3 separate regions of the Mus musculus genome follow, and regions 1 and 3 are each linked to region 2. A link is a contact called in public Hi-C and promoter capture Hi-C data. All regions are on one chromosome and are shown on one strand. Each heading gives the region's core, a stretch centred on a gene start, on an enhancer-like site or on the middle of the called end of the contact. The rest is flanking DNA. Distances are from core to core; before and after follow the strand shown.

Region 1 (2,942 bases), core at 316-2,815, 230 kb before region 2:
AAGGGTTAAAGCAGCGAGAGAAGGGGGCAGTGGGGCAGTCAGCCAAAATCAAGGATATATGGAAAGCCTTATGGAAGCCCACTAGTTAGTAAGATTATTTTAGAGAGAGGGAAAAAAAGGTCACCCCTCCACCAGTCTCCCCGAGGTGTCCCCATGCTGAGTCCGAGACCCAGCTGCCCCAGAGTGGTGGAGAGCAGAGCAGCCAGTGTCAGCCTGAGTTTGAATCCCACTTCCACAACTTGCTAGCCCGTCATTCTCGAGGAACTTACTTAATGTCTCTGAGTCGTATTTTGCTTACCTATAATATGAGACTAATATAAACTCAGGCCTTGAGCAAGAGAGTCAAAAATGGGAGAGGAGAGCTTTAAGAAATCAGTAAGATGTAAGGTGAATTATCTGCCATGGAGCAGAGGTTCTGGAGTTGTAGCCTTTCACCCCTCCTATTGGGCCACACAGTTAGGCTAGTAAGTAAATTTGGGTCTTCTCACTCAGTCTTTGGTATTAAGAGCTAGAACCCCTAGGTTTGGCTCTGCCCCATTTAATGTTATTTTATTTTATTTCATTTTATGTTTAGCTTTTGCACATTAACTTCTTAGTGTCTCAGCCTTCCCACTAGAGATTGGGACAGAGGAGGCACCTAGGCTATCGTGAGCACTCGTTCTAAGAGGAGCCTGTAACGACCATTACCTCTTTGTGATGTTGGTAATCTGTTGACACTGATGTCTATTAGGTCCATAGTTCTGTGGCACAGGCTTTTCAGAAGTGTAAGAAGGCAGGGAGAGCCGATGACACCTAACAAAGGCCACCACCTTCCCAAGCCCAGAGCTCTTCTCTGTCTCCATCTTTTGGAAGCAGCTCATGGCACCTCTGGAGAGAGGTGGCGGTGAGTGTCCTGGAGCAGCCCCTGCCCTGTGACCACTCTCATCAGCCTTGCTTGCCTTTGTTGTAGCTATCAGGGCCAGCTGCCTAAGCCGGCACCGCTCCTCTGAAATCCATCCTTCTGGGTCCCAGCTTCAAATGAGCTTTTCCCCTCTGGCCTGGGGCTGACCCATCCAGGTCACCCTGCTGACACACTCAGTTGGCCTGACTGACCCTCTCCTCTGAGGAGAGGCTCAGCTTTGAGGGCCGGGGGCAGGGAGAAGAGGAGGAAGACCTGCTCTGCTGTGCCCAGCTCTTGTCACCAAGTTGCTCTTGCTCCTGGTTCTAGTGTGGCAGTGATGAAAATCACACCAGTTACGCAGGAAACCCTCTGTGAGCTGGGGCTGTCAGAAAGGCATGCTTATGGCTGGGTATTTGCAGGCCATCTGTGAGTGCTGGGGAGCTAAGTGCTCACTGCTTGAAATTCAGAGTCACCAGTCCCTTTGTTCCTTTGCCTTGCATGGACAGGACCCTTTCTCCTAAGTCATCAGCTTTAGCCAGCAGCGTCGGTCTCCTTTCTATCATCCTCCTTCCCTATGGCTGGCAGAGATAGGGTTAAGGGTTGTTGGAGCTAATCCACCTAGGTTTGAGGCCTGCTAGGGCTGGAAAAATGACTGGAATTTGAGGGGGAAGGGCAGAAGTCCTGACCTGCAGACAGCAGCCAGCAGACAGACAGCAGCCCCTATTCACTTTCTCCCTCAGACTGGGTCAGGAGCCTTGGGTCACCTTGCTTGCCATCCCAGCCCTTTGCAGAGCCAAGCGAGGGGCTGGGCGCCCTTTCAGCACCTTCAGTTTCTTGTGGATAGTGGCTGCTTTGGGCTCTGCTGCCTTGCAGTCGCTAACCACTTCCGTTCTGCTCATCCCCCCCCCCCCCTCTCGTTCACCTCACAGATCTGAGTGCATCAACAAGTTTGCTTCCGTCTTCGGAACGATGCCCCTCAAGGTGGTGGAGCACCGAGCGGACCCTGTCCTCTACAAAGATGACTTCCCCGAGAAACTGAAGAGCTTCCCCAACATTGGCAGCTTATGAAGCTTGCTGCACCTCCCGGGGCTCCGGGGTGGGGCCAGGGAGGCCAGCCTGGGTCCGACTTCCCAAACACACTGGAGCTCGTTGAGCTGGCTGCGCAGCCTGCTTTGTCCTCCCATCTCCGTGGACTCTGTGAAAATGCCAAAGGAAGGAAGCCTCAGGGACAGGCTGCAACTTGGAGCCCAGCGCATCACTCTCGGCTTGCTGGTGCAGTTCACCATCTCACTGGCCCTACAACTGCCTTAGAGGAGTCAGCTGTCCAGTTTTAGATCCCAGGAGTCACAGCAGAGCCTTGCAGTCATTTCACATGCGCAGACTCTGGAGAGAGCAAACCTGCCATGGGCTACAGATCCCAATACCTCTGAGGGTCAGAACTGTGCTTGGGACCTGAGTCATGAGCCCAGATCCACAGCAGAGCACAGGCTGCCAAGATGTCTACTGAAAGTCCCTGATCAACTCTTTGTTTTGGCTTTTTGATATGATTAAAATTATTTTTTACTGTTTTCTTCTGTCTAGAATGCTGGTTCTTGGTTATCCAAGGATCCTTCCTTGTTTTGTGCATATACCCCTAACCTCTCTACTAAGAACCATCCAGAAAGATGAAGCCAAGAGGACCCAGCTCCATTTGCATCAAGTGTAAGAAGGACCCATGAGTGTCATGGGAGTGTCGGATCCAGCAGGGGTGTCCTTCTCCCTCAGCCTGGGTATTTCATAGGTGTCCCTCTGATTGCCACCCCGGGGTCCCTCTAGCTCCTACCATGTTATAAGAGCTGAGGGCACAGAGAACCGTGACCCTCACCCCACCCAAGGGGATGCCCAGGATCCCTTATTCTTTTGCCGTAGCTGTAACAATGGCCAGGGGTTCTGGCTAACATTAATACTTCCGCAGGAACCATGTCACAGCAGTTGCCGGTATATTTAAATCATTGCATTTCAGCATTTCCTAATACTGCACATGTGTGAATTATACCTCTTTAAGCCCAGTTGATGAACAAAT
Region 2 (2,718 bases), core at 109-2,608:
AAGCAAACCACCGCAGTTTCCCACCGAGTTGTTTCTGGGTGCCTCAAACCCCAAACATGAACCTAACAAGTTCCCAGGCAGCGATGGGGCTTCTAGGGTGAGAACAGCTTTGAGAACCACTGGGCAGCCTTGCATCCAGCGCCCCACTGGTAAAGCAAGCACATCCACACCCTCCCCTCAGAGGCTTGTACTGCTATGCCAGTGAGATGTGTTGCTAAAGAACTTCAGCAGTTCACAGGTTAATGGCCCTGCTTGTTAACCTGGTAACCTGCCTGAGGCAGATCCATGGTCTGTAGTGCATTGTGATGTGTCAGACATCTGGAGATCTTTGGCAGACCACTTTCTCAAAGAAGAAGCCAGCCATGGAGGTCTCAGGCCCTCTGCCCTCTCCTGCCACCCCTTCACCAGCCTGCTGTACCACAGCTGGCTGGCCTGGGCCACTTCTTCAAGGACCAAAATCCAGAAAAGCTAGGACAAGTATTAAGTATGATTCGAGACGTTGGAATGGTTCACGAACGACTCTGCTGTTAGACTCTAGCCCACGACTTCCCCTCTCTAAAGCTTGGGCTGTGCATCTGTAAAATGGGTGCAAATAATAAAATGGGTACAAATAAAGTAGCCCAGGAGTGGTAGGGACTGAAGAGCAGAGTTTTAACAGCTGTTGGCTTTCATCCTGTCTTTGAGCAAAAGTTCAACCACTGGTAGCTGTTAGTATTTTCAGAAAGTGCTTGGCTCCAGCCGCCTCCACACGGAGACCTGGTCTTGGAACGCGAACGCTCCCACGCCATTCCCGGGTTGCACCAGGATACGCCCGTCCTAGAATGCCAGCGTCGGGGCCCCAGGCTTATAGCCCTGAGCCAGGTTGCTAAGGGGAACAGGCTCGGGGCGGAGCAGAGAATCCCCCGGGAAGGGCGGAGCCGGGGAGTTGCCTCCCAGTTGGAGGCCTAAGGGTGAGCCCCTGGGGAAAGTGATGGACTCAAAGGGGTGAACAGGAGGGCTTCAGAGGACCGCCAGCGGCATAGTTGGGAAGTGGGAAGGATGGGGGAGACCATAGGGGGTGAGACTCCGCAAGGCTGGAAGAGACTGGAGCGGCAGACTTGGGGTCCCAGGTCGGCCTTATCCCCTGGAGGCCCAAAGCAGGCGGAGCAAGGCGCGTACGTGGCCTCGCCTCTAATCTGGAGCTGGAACCAGGCTGCAGGGCTGGGCAGAGCTGGAGGGTTGGCAAAGGGTAGCCAGCTCAGTGTTGTGCTAAGGGGTGTGGCCGTTTGATTGAACCGGGAGGCTGTGGTGGGCGGAGCCTGGTGCTACCTCCCGCAGGGCCCAGAGGGGAACTGTATAGGGGGCGTGTCAAGGGCGTGGTCTTGGGGGGCGTGGCGTGGCCTGACAAGGCCGTTGAGCTTCTGGACTGACTTCGGGAGGGGGTGGCGGGGGAAAACGGAGGGACAGAGCCAAGCTGCGCAGTCAGACTCGGGTTGGGGCGCCAGCTGAAGACGCGGGACTTAAAGCGCGTAGCCAGAACCCAGGCACCAGGTAAGAGAAGCCTGGGGGAGGGGACAGGATAATCGGAAGCAAACTTAGCTTTGTCCGGATTTCCTAGCAGGACCCATTCCGCCAAGCCCGTGGGGCCCGCTTGGCAACAGGTAACAGGCTGGAGCACTTAGTAGCTGAGAAGGGTCGTTCACCTCCGAGTCCCGAACTCCCTAGTTCTGGCTGCCCCACACACCAGCCCTGTGGCCCCGGGCCTGTCCCTGCCCCTAGTCCAGATCTCCTCCGGTTCCAGAAGGAGGAAGTTGATTGAGATGAGCTTCCGAGCGGAATGTGAGGGCTAACAGGTGACAGTCACAGTGGTGTGTGAGTACACTCGCTTTCAGATTGCGTAGCTAGACCTCAGCGACTTCCGCAAAATGTCACTGAGAGAAACGATTTAAGTTGCCCTGGGTTATTGGAAGGAACTCCAAATCCAAAGCAAGGCAGTTTCCGTTCTTTTCCTCCTTCCACGTTCTGAGCGCACCACTGAACTGGGTGGACTTAAGAGTGGAAACCTAGCCAAACTTTTCCAGGTGAGCTGGTTTGGAAGAGGAGCCTGGAGGGATAGCAGCAGAAGAAACTCTCTCTTGGGGTGCATAGGGAGAAGAAGGGGAAACCCTTCCAAACCTGCTCAGAATCTAGCCAAACCCAAGAGAGCTCCTTGCTGTGCCAGGGATTAGGTATTTGTGCAGAAGGGGCTCCACTTCTGATGGTGGGGTGTGTCCTGGGTCCTGGCTGTGCCAAGGATTTAGGCTTTGGGATTCAGCCTAATTGGATTCCACTCCCCTCCAAACCTTAGTTTCCTCATCTGTAACTTGGGGAGCAATGGCCAAACAGTAGTAGCAAGAATTAAGTGAAACTATGTGTACCATGCCTGACAGGCCATTGGGTGCCCAGAAGCCTCACTTCAAAGCTCCTGAGATGTCAGTGAGCAGGTGGTGTGCTGTCTTCCTTCTGGGAAATGAACCCATCTTTGGGGTTTGGCTTGGTTTGGAAGGCTTGTGGGTAACTGCAGCTGTCCCATCCCTGACCTCATCAGAGTCAGAAACTGACACCAGCCATCAACGTCATCTTGTTCTTTTGTGGGTCAGGAAATGTGTTACCTAGACAAAGGAGGGCCTGAGTCCCTAACATAGCTTGGAGATGATGGGTATTGAATTTAAACGACCCCCACCCCCTTGTAAAAAAAAC
Region 3 (3,144 bases), core at 389-2,888, 180 kb after region 2:
GGAGGAATGATAGATATACGCAGTTCAAAGGATATTGGCATACCCACCCATCCCTTGAGTGCCATATTTTTCCTAGGCCACCAACCAGTAAGCACTGGGTATTTGCTCGATGTGGAAACTTGTATGGTTTCTATGACCAAATTTCTACTACAGAGGATGTCAGCTTAGTACAAAAATAATTAGGGCCATAGACCATGGTGGCACCAGAAGCTAGCCACAGGGACAGTCCGAGTTTTTCAGAGGACAGGAATTCCAAGAGAGTTGAAGAACATCATTATTGAGGTGTCCGTAAAAGACTGAGGCAGAGAAGATGGCCTTCTCTGGTCACGGGATGGCTTGTGCTCATGCTTGGATGTGGGAAGCTCTCAGTGTGTTCCAGCCCAGGGATGTTCCTTTCTTATGGTAGCTCTGCACCATGTTGGGATGCCGGCACAGTAGAATCCTAAAGCAGGCTAGGGCCAGGTTACCAAAGTCCTTAGGAGTCCTTAATCGGGCCCATGGCCTGGGGGTCTGGCTGTGATGGGAACAGACCACAGGAAGAAGAGATGAAGAAATGAGAAGGCACAGTCCTACCACAAAACAGAGTCCCTGGGGTGGACGTCGGGAGCAATGCAACCAGCAGCAGGACGGCTGGAAAGCACAAGGTCAGACATGTCCTAAATGTCTTAAGCCCCACACTTAGAGATGTTAGGAAAAGCAGTAGAAACAACTGATAGGACAACAGATGTTAGAAACAACAGTTGAAGAACAGCTAAGCATTGTAGCACGAGCCTTTAATCCCAGCACTCGGGAAGCAGAGACAGGTGGTTCACTGTGAGTTAGAGGCCAACCTGGTCTACATAGTGAGTTCCAGGATGGCCAGGGATATGTATCGAGATCCTGTTGCAAAGCACCAAAAGGAAAAAGAAAAAAAGAAAGTTGGAGAATGTCAAATGAGCGGGGGGGGGGGGGGGGGGGGGGGAGGGGCTGGATGACCGAGGGGGGGAAGCCCCTTCCTTCACTGATAGTGAGGGAGCAGTGGGCAGGGTGAGTGATTCATCGTGGGCCCAGGTCTGGGGCTCCTTGGCTCCTGTGGTAGCTCAGTGCTTGTGCTTACAGCGGGGTGTGTTTATCCCTAAGGTCTGGATCGACATTTTTCTTTTAAGTCCAAAGGCCTTTTACAAATCCCAGCCTAAAACAACAACTGGATTGCATTTCTGAGGAGGAAGGGGTGGGGGGAGAAAGCAGAGAAGAAACCAAGAGAACCTTTTCACTCCCCCACTCCCCCACCGGCCCTCCACCCTGCCCGCTAATGATCTGGGATGGAGTCTGAGCAATAAAAACACAACGGGGTGTTTAAGTGGGGTGATCTGCAAGGCCCGGCCCCCAGAGGGCCTGGGAAAAGGAGAAGAATCAGTTTATGGAGAAATAACAGGCTTTTCTTTGTGGGCGGCATTTAGTAGTGGGAGCCCAGCTGCCCTGGGGAAGGGGATTGGGAGGAGCACCCTGTGGCACCACGTGGGATGTGTCCTGGACTGGACTGCCTGATGGGAGCCATGCTTCTTCCCCCCCCCCCCCCCATGCATCTCCAGGGATAAATGCCATCAAGAGAGGCTGGGCTGGTCACTGCTGTGTGAGGCTGCCTGGTGGACCGGAGGCAGCCTGTAGGAGGAGCCCCAGATAGAGGTGTCTTTGCAGAGTCAAGGAGGGAGAACTCCGAGGGACTTGGCTGGAAGCAAGGAAGCCTATCTGGCTACTTGCATAACTTTTTATGAGGTAGACATTTAGAGAAAGTGGTTTCTACTAAAGGCAGCCGGCAGCTGGGCATCTTCTGAGGTCTGCCCGCTGCGCTGGCCTGGCAGTGGGAGTCCAGGAAGTGGCAGGTTCTTTCCAGATGAGTTGCAGCTGTAGGCTAGGAAGCTGATGCCCCAGTTCTAAAGGGAATGAGTTTTGGGGTCTGCACTCAGTCCCTCCGTCTCTCTGGATTTTTGTATCTACCTTCCTTCTCTGTCAGTTACCTCCTGTGACCACTGGACCCTCACTGGGAAGCTTAAAGCAACACAAATGTGCAAAATCTCAAACTTGTGAGACCCAAAGTTGCCCACAACCGGGCAGGAGAAGTGACCTGAGTGCTCAGGAGAGAGGTCTCGCCTGCCTGCCTGCCTGCCTGCCTCCCCCGGCTGCAGAGGGGTTACTGGCCACCCTGGACATTTGTTCTTCAGGCTGAGGCTGCCTTGTCTAATCTGACAGCCCTTCCTCTGTGTGCCCTCATCTGTTTTTAAGGACACAGACGTGGGACCTGGCATGACCTCATCCTGCTAGCTACATCAGCAGATGTTTTCCAAATAAGGCCATGTTGAGAGTCTGTGGCTGATGAGAATTTTGAGGGGATGCTATTTCATCTAGCACAACTCCCTTCTGCACACCACTGCTTGTACTTTACAAAGCTGAACATTTGTAGTTGGCTGACGATTAGTAAGTGTCTGCTGGATACAGAGTTCAGGGATGAGCCCCACCACAGGGAAAAAGATGCTCTCCCGGGGTTTTCAGCCTTCACTCATAATTAGCCGCTGTTAGCTATATTTTTCTGCAGTCTGTCAGAAGAAGCAAGGATTCTTCCCATGATTCATCTCTTCTGCACAGCAACACCTGTGGCCTTTGCCTTGACAACTTCAAACTTGCTCAGATGTCTTAAATTGTGAAAGCTCTCTCTCACCCTGTTCCTTCCTGTCTCTGTCTCTTTCTGTGTCCTTCAATCTCCTCTCCCTCCCCCTTTCCATCTCTTTCTCTTTGTCTCTCTTTGTCTCTTTCTCTGTGTGTCTGTCCTTCTCTCTCTCTCTCCATCTGTCTCTGCCTGTTCCCTCACCCTGTGTGTGTCCTTCTCTCTCCCTGTCCCCCCATCTCTGTCTTTGTCTCTCTGTCTGTCTCTGTCCCTCTTCCTTTCCCCTTTCTTTGTGTCTCTGTGTGTGTCCATGTGTATGTGAACACACACACCAATATAAGTGTGCCTACCATGATGGTTTGTATATGCTTGGCCCAGGGAGTGGCACTCTTAGCAGTAGTGGCCCTGTTGGAGTAGGTGTGGCCTTGTTAGAGTAAGTGTGTCACTGTGGGTGTGGGATACAAAACCCTCATCCTAGCTGCCTGGAATCCAATCTTCTGCTA

The links. Promoter capture Hi-C pulls out the DNA fragments that hold promoters and counts their contacts. Hi-C and Micro-C count contacts between places; a contact is called where the count stands out from the background.
Region 1: a contact with region 2 is called in a promoter capture Hi-C map of cranial neural crest. The contact joins the enhancer-like site here to the promoter of Cd82 in region 2. A contact is called at or near these places in 5 of 39 promoter capture datasets (3T3-L1-derived adipocytes, cranial neural crest, embryonic stem cells and 2 more), 1 of 15 datasets of contacts at CTCF or cohesin (large pre-B cells), 4 of 115 datasets of contacts at active chromatin or transcription factors (bone marrow-derived macrophages, embryonic basal ganglia, embryonic stem cells and 1 more) and 1 of 9 other capture datasets (adipose tissue).
Region 3: a Hi-C map of embryonic fibroblasts shows a contact between it and region 2, with 2.9 times the contacts expected there. The contact joins the enhancer-like site here to the promoter of Cd82 in region 2. A contact is called at or near these places in 2 of 484 Hi-C or Micro-C datasets (embryonic fibroblasts and muscle stem cells).

What each region holds. Positions count from the first base shown.
Region 1 is chr2:93,695,139-93,698,080 of GRCm38.p6, reverse strand. Ext2 (exostosin glycosyltransferase 2) reads left to right here. Exons shown (of 14, transcript NM_010163.3): 14 at 1,810-2,450. The coding sequence ends at 1,948. Among named protein-coding and RNA genes, the nearest start is that of Gm39883, 25 kb to the left of the region's middle. Within about 2 kb of position 1,565, at least 40 of the 459 cell types and tissues checked have an H3K27ac peak or open chromatin away from gene starts, as enhancers often do.
Region 2 is chr2:93,461,142-93,463,859 of GRCm38.p6, reverse strand. It overlaps Cd82 (CD82 antigen), which reads left to right and starts at 1,358. Exons shown (of 10, transcript NM_007656.5): 1 at 1,358-1,530. All of the region lies in intron 2 of Gm10804 (predicted gene 10804), which reads right to left.
Region 3 is chr2:93,276,830-93,279,973 of GRCm38.p6, reverse strand. All of the region lies in intron 2 of Tspan18 (tetraspanin 18), which reads left to right. Among named protein-coding and RNA genes, the nearest start is that of Gm39882, 20 kb to the right of the region's middle. RefSeq lists an enhancer at 1-2,086. Within about 2 kb of position 1,638, at least 77 of the 459 cell types and tissues checked have an H3K27ac peak or open chromatin away from gene starts, as enhancers often do. A contact at or near this core is called in embryonic fibroblasts and muscle stem cells, where this site is marked.